2 separate regions of the Cricetulus griseus genome follow, and region 2 is linked to region 1. The links are chromatin contacts, called in public Micro-C maps. All regions are on one chromosome and are shown on one strand. Each heading gives the region's core, a stretch centred on a gene start, on an enhancer-like site or on the middle of the called end of the contact. The rest is flanking DNA. Distances are from core to core; before and after follow the strand shown. Region 1 has its middle 97 kb from the start of Smad6. Region 2 holds the start of Smad6 (mothers against decapentaplegic homolog 6).

What was found. A called contact is a pair of places that touch in the nucleus more often than the background predicts.
Region 2: a Micro-C map of the CHO-K1 cell line shows a contact between it and region 1, with 2.9 times the contacts expected there. The contact joins the promoter of Smad6 here to the enhancer-like site in region 1. A contact is called at or near these places in 2 of 8 Hi-C or Micro-C datasets (the CHO-K1 cell line and fibroblasts).

Annotation. Positions count from the first base shown.
Region 1 is chr4:175,455,692-175,458,716 of CriGri-PICRH-1.0, forward strand. No RefSeq gene overlaps it. Among named protein-coding and RNA genes, the nearest start is that of Smad6, 97 kb to the right of the region's middle. Within about 2 kb of position 1,515, at least 4 of the 6 cell types and tissues checked have open chromatin away from gene starts, as enhancers often do. A contact at or near this core is called in the CHO-K1 cell line and fibroblasts, where this site is marked.
Region 2 is chr4:175,552,309-175,555,593 of CriGri-PICRH-1.0, forward strand. Smad6 (mothers against decapentaplegic homolog 6) reads right to left here and starts at 1,407. Exons shown (of 5, transcript XM_027414781.2): 1 at 873-1,407; 2 at 1-785. The coding sequence starts at 275.

The sequences.
Region 1 (3,025 bases), core at 265-2,764:
ATGTGTGTGAATGTGTGTGTTTGTGTCTATTAGTGAGAATATATGTGTTTGTATGTGAGTGGTGTGTGTGTGTGAATGTGTGTGTTTGTGTCTATTAGTGAAAGTATGTGTTTGTATGTGAGTGGTGTGTGTGTGTGTGTGTGCGTGCGTGCGTGCGTGCGTGCGTGCGTGCGTGCGTGCGTGCGTGTGTGTGTGTGTGTGTGTGTGTGTGTGTGTGTGTTGAGACAGGGTGTCACCTATGTATCTCTGACTATCCTGGCACTCCCTATGTGGCACATGCAATCCTCAAACTCACAATATGCCTCCCTGCCTCAGCTTCCTGGAAGCTGGGATTACAGACATGTACCAGAACATTCTTTCTTTTGTTGATAGGCACCAGGGAGGATGCTACCCAGGGCTATCATGAATACCCTCAATACCCGGCCTGAGCCTGTTGGCCATGTGCATCCTGGTTTTGTGGGTGGGTGCCTGCACCCTCGGCTCTAGCATTTAGCTCCATTTCAAGGGATGGAGAGGAAGGTTCAGATGGTGGAAGTAGTCCTTCAGCTCACACAGCACCTGAGGGCAAGCAGGTTGTCCTTGTTTCTAGCATCTTTTGGGATGGTTAGCTTATTCATTCACCTTCCTAATTCCATTTTGTAGAACAGGAAAGGGGAGTCAGAGTACATTCTGATGAACATGTAAGCATGCCTGAGTCCCAGACTACAACAGTCAGTACTTCCTCACTGAGCTTTAACACACACTGCTGTCCTTCCCACCGGTCAGGTGCATAAGACTTATTTTACAAAGGCAAGTGATTTGTTCAAGGTCACAAGGCTAATGATTCACAGAGCCAGAATCTGAAGCCAGGTCTGGAGCTAGTGATACAGCCAAGCATTGTATTCAATCTACTAACCTAAAATAAAATATTAAGCAAACTAGGACGCTCTGAAGATGAGGGTGACCTTAATCCTGCTCTCTACCTCCCAAGTTCTGGGATCACAAACCTGCCAGCCACCACAGGCTCCTTTATGCAGTGTTGGGGAGTTTTGTGCACGGTAGGCAAGCACTCTACCAAGTAACAACTTTTGGAGCTACATATCCAACACCTTCTTCCGTCTTGTCACCATTCTAACCTCGAAGCTGGACTCAGAGCCTGGCCTGTGTGTCTGCGGGATCTCATGGTCACTTTGGCAGAAGGCATGAATGAGCAAGAGCCCTTGACCTTCACAGGTCAAAAAGCAGAGCATCAGCTCCCAGAAAGGCGCACTGCTCTCTCAGCCTAGCAGGGACCCGCGGGCTACCCTGACCCCTGCCGCGGCCCCCAGACTCCGGGCGCCGCAGGCCCCGCGGGCCAGGGTAACCGGCAATTTCCAGGGCCGCTCTGTACTTATCCTGATGAAGGGTTCCGCGGCCCTAATGGCCGGGCGGGCACGGGTTCAGGGCGGGCGCAGCCGGCCCAGCCGGTCCCGTGCTCCTCTCGCGGGCGGCCGCCTGGCCTGTGTCATCCACCAGGAATTTCTGTTTTCCCCTCCGCGGGGTTGGAAGAAAAAACAATAATTAGGTCACTGGGCAGGCGGCAGAGAGGGTGTGGGACAGGCCAGTGGCGCCCTGTTGGGCAGGGAAAGGGTCTGGGAAGCCCCAGGGTGCTGTCTCACCCACCCTCTCCAGCACTGCAGGATGCAGAAGGGGGCCCTGCCGTCCCCATCCTGCACTCTGGGTCCAAGCTTCCCATTGCATTGACCTGGTACTTTCTGTATCAACCTCTGACCCTGGGATGAAAGAAAAAGGTGTGAGGGGAGGGGAGGGGGTCTGGGGCAGAGGCCAAGAGACAGAGAAAGGCAGTAGCCATAGTTAGTTAGATAAGCCAAGGCCTTTCCTGGGAGTGTGGATGTGGTCCGGGAGCATTAGAGAAAACATGGAGGAGGAATGAGTTTGGGAAGGCCAAGGAGAGGCTAGTAGGAAGCAGGAGAGGTGTTTGGGTGAGAAGAACACAGAGGATCCAAGCTGGAGGTGAAAACACAGGTGTGTATTCCTGCAGGCGTGGACATCCACCAGAGACACTCAGCAGGAACATTTGTGTAGCTCCACCGACTAAAGATAGATTTTTTGGTGCTGTGAGTTCCTTCAATACAATAAAGAGAGGCACACACTAGAGGAGAATGATGTGGACTGGTGGGGAAGTCGATCTCTGCACTGTGCCTGATTGAGCTGTGTCCATCCTCGGCTGTGTGTGCTAGTCTCCAGGCTCAGGGCACCCTTAGACGGGTTGTCAGAGTGACTCCCATCAGCCGCGTTGTGGGCTGGCTGAGCTGTGGGCATGATGGAAAATGAGGAGGCTTACTTGAGTTGAGACTCCTGCTGAAGGGAAGCAGGGAGCAGAGGTTTAAAACAGGGCTGAGGCACAGGATTAGATTTCTGAACGCTCATCACTGGATAATAGCTGCCATTTCTTCAGCTATTAAAACTGGTGCTGGCCAGGTTTTACACCCAGCACTGGAGATGATGGAGACCCAGTAAGAGTACTGCCTGGCTGGCACAGGGAGGGGAAGCAGGCTAGGGGTGGAGGGGGAACTCACCTGCCACCAAAGGTGGAAGGTGGATGGGAACCAGATCTGTGCTCTCATCTGGGCTGGGGGCTCCGGGGAATTTATCTATTAGGGAAGACATGTTCAAGATGTCTCAGCCCCCATATCAGCTATTGTTTGCTGTTCTGGCCTGGGTACACCCCCCAGATGTATATTGTCCCAGGCTGGGATCTGGGGTCCTGCACTTACTTGGTCAGGTCATCAGGGCACCTAGGCAGCTTTTGCCTGCTTAGGGTACCCATGGAATCCCCTACATGTTTACGTTCTGGACAGAGGAATGGGAAGGAGAGAACAAGCTCTCTCTTCTCAGGGCTGTAACACTTCCACTCACAACTAACTGATGCGATTTAAGCAACGGACTCTGGGCGATGTAGTTTCTAACTATGTAGCTCATGTGCCCAACAAAAAACAAAACATAGAGTGCTGACTTACCATGGCTGAGGCCCTGGGTTTCCACC
Region 2 (3,285 bases), core at 157-2,656, 97 kb after region 1:
GGCCTCGGGGGGCACCCCGTGCGCCGGCGCCTGCCGGCGATCGGGGCGCCTCGCGGTCCCACCGCGTCCCGGGGCCGCCGCGGGACTACCGAGCGGACTTCAGAGCGGCCGCAGCCTCCGCCCTCTCGTGCCCGCGGGGCAGGCTCAGCTCGGCTGCCCAGGCTCCCATCCTCGTCGCCACCACCGCCGCTGCCGCCGCTGCCTTCCTCCCGATCAGGGACCACACGACTTCGCCAAAGTCGCCGCACCAGCCCCGAGCGTTTAGACCTGAACATACGATATCCTTTGGCGCCTGGGGTGGTGGGAGGGGAGGCGGTCTCCGGTTACCGGGGGTCCGTTCCCTCAACGAGGCGCCGGCTGCGCGGGCCGCAGCCCCACATGAAGCTCTGCCGCGGGGCGCCGTGCAGACCGCGCACAGCCTGTCGTCGAAGGGGCGCCGCAGGGCTGCAACATGAGGGAGCTCGCGCCGGGCCGGGCCGGGAACACGCGCGCGCCAAGCCGCAGTCCGCGCGGGACCAGCGGGCTACATGGACCGCGGTGGGCCGGGACTGCTCAACTCCAGCCGCCCTGGAGCCTTCGGGGAGTCGCGGGCGAAGCGATGCTAGAAACACCACGCATGGGCCGGCGAGCCTTCAAAAGTTGTGTGGCTGGTACACAAGCACAAAGCGCTTGCGTTGTACCCCCAAATGTGTCTGCACAACTCTGCCTTCAAAAGCCCAGTGCTACCCTGCATGGGCTTTCCCTGCAGGATCCGAAGCTCAGGCTTGTGGATAATTCCCAGATCCCTGAAATGAAATAAAATAAAATAAAAATAAAAGCAAGGCTAGAAAAAGATCCCAAACAAAACCCCAAATGCTTGGATTTGCACGCACGAAAAGCAACTCCGTCTCAGGTCCCGGGCGCTCGGTGCACTTGGGGTAAATCTCTTCTGAACGCGGGTGTCAACACCTGAGTGGAAGCCGTAAAAATTCCCAAGAGCTGCTAGGAATCCTTAATTAAAAATGCAATCCACCGAGGCAGAGGTCGCAGCCCGCCCCACGCTGCGCTGGGTCGCTTCGGGCGCCGCGGCTGCCGAGGTCGCCCCCCCCTCCCCCCTCCACCAAAGTGCCTCCCGGTGGCCCCGCGGTCCCAGCGAGGTTTGGCGAGGCAGCGCCCGGCGGCTCTTTCTCTGGGCTCGGCTCCCTCGCTCGCTCCCCCGCTCGGCGCCCTCTCTCTTTTTTGTTCTCCTCAAACGCACACTGAGGGCCCCCGGAGGAGCGCCGCGGAGTCATTGGCTGCCTCCCATCATATGCCAGTCTAGACACTTTGGCGGCTCCGCGGCGCTGATTGTTGCGCAAACAAGGTTTCAAGTTTCTTAACTCTTAAAGGAGAACACGTCCCATTGCTGAGTCCGAGGCTCCAAGGGGGCTGGTTCCCGGGGCGGGACGAACCCAGGCCCCCGCCCCTCTCCCTCCCCTGCACCCCCGCCCCGAGGCTTACAGCGCCCGCGACTCGCTCTTTAGCTCACGTCGCGCCTTGGGTACGGATACGAGAGATCCCTCACACGCGCAAGCAAACACACACTCACCCTGCTACCCAGCTATGCTCGGTGAACCCACAGCGACCCGGACTCCAAGGCGGCCCTTTGCCTCTCTGTGGCTTGTGCACAAACTTGCAAACACACATTACACTTTAGAGTCGGTCCAAACCCCCAGCCTCAGCGCGAGCTAATAAAAATGGGTGTGTGTGCGCGCCTTCCTGCCCTGCGTCTCTGGGGATTGGGGGGCGGCCGAGAAGTTGAGGTAGCGGGATCTTCCGTGACCCACGAAGGCTCCACGCACCCCCTTCCCAGGTCTTGGGGTCGCTCTATTTGGCTACACGGCGTGGGGGGGGGCGTAGAACACTATGGATTAAAGGAGCTCCAGGATAGCCGGAGGTGGGGACTTGGACAGGGTGGGGTAGAGGCGGGAATGCTCTTGCTCTTGGATGGCTCCTCTCCGTCGCCTGGGCTCTCCCGCCAGGGTGCCTGGCGTCCCAGGCCCCCCTCAAGGCCGAGGGCTTCCGTTTCCATTCTTGGATTTACTTTCTGCCCCTTCGAGAGGTATGTGGATGGAGGAACGTGCCTTCACCAGCTTGTTTCACTATGAAACAAGTTGGGGGACAGACTTGGGGGGCCCGGCACGGGAAGAGTTAAGGCCGCTCCTGCCCTGGAGCCGGCGCGGCGGGGTACCTCCTCGGGCGTGCTTGCTAGTCCGAGGGTGGCAAAAGTTCAAGCTTGTAAAGTCGGGATTGGTCCCGCGCGGAGGGGAAAAAAGGCCTGGTTCCCCCTCCCCCTCCCGGGCGTGGCGCCGATTGGCTCAGCCGCAGGGCCGGCCCCGCCCTCCTCTGGCGCGCCACGGCCCCACCCCCGGCGCAGCGCCACGCCCCCTTCCGGGCATGAGCGGGGGCCCCCGAGCTCAATGAAAGAAATTCCGCTACTCTCATTGGCCTGGGGCTGGACGCCGCTCCCTGCGGGAGGCGGGGTGCAGGAGATGGGGCACGGATTTGTGATCCCCCACACACACTTAGAACACTCGTGCTCTGGGTTGGTGTCGTGACCGCTGCGTGCAAGCCCAGGGCCAGGTCTGGGTGTGCGCTGGGGGAAGGGCCGCGTTTGCCGGAAAGACCCAGAATCATTTTCTGAGCCTTACCTGGAGTCAGGTACTCCTGTGCTGCTAGGGCCGATTGTCACACCCACTCCTCACTATTTTGGCCAAGGTGAAACATGAATAGCCCTGACCACTGTTTCTCCTTTGAAAATGCTGAGACTGATGCCTGCCTCCCAGAACGAAGATTCTAGGAAACAGTGCTTACTAGTAAGTGTACATAACACAAGTGGACAGTCAGCACCTCCACAAACTTGCCTTTGGTCTCTTTCTCGCCCGTGAAGAAAATAGAAAAATAGAAAGCCCTACAGGGTTGTGCACATACATTAGCTCCAACACTTAGGAAGTGGATCAGGAGTTCAAGACTATCCTGGGCTACACGTTGAACTGAAAGCTAACTGGGGTTGTATAAGACCCTGTCTCCAAAAGTCCCCCCAAATAAAATAATAAATATAAAAATAAACCAAATATGTTTTCTTTTATGAAGATTATATTTGTTGCCTTGGCTCCAGGTTACAATAATGGCAGATGTTTTAATCTCTTTACCTTGGTAACAGAAGTTTCAAGCTTAACCAGCATGTATTTTTTTTTCACTTGCATCTTACATCCTCACCAGTTTTATTTTCTCTGTGTGCAGATGAGGAAACCGAGGCACAGAAGC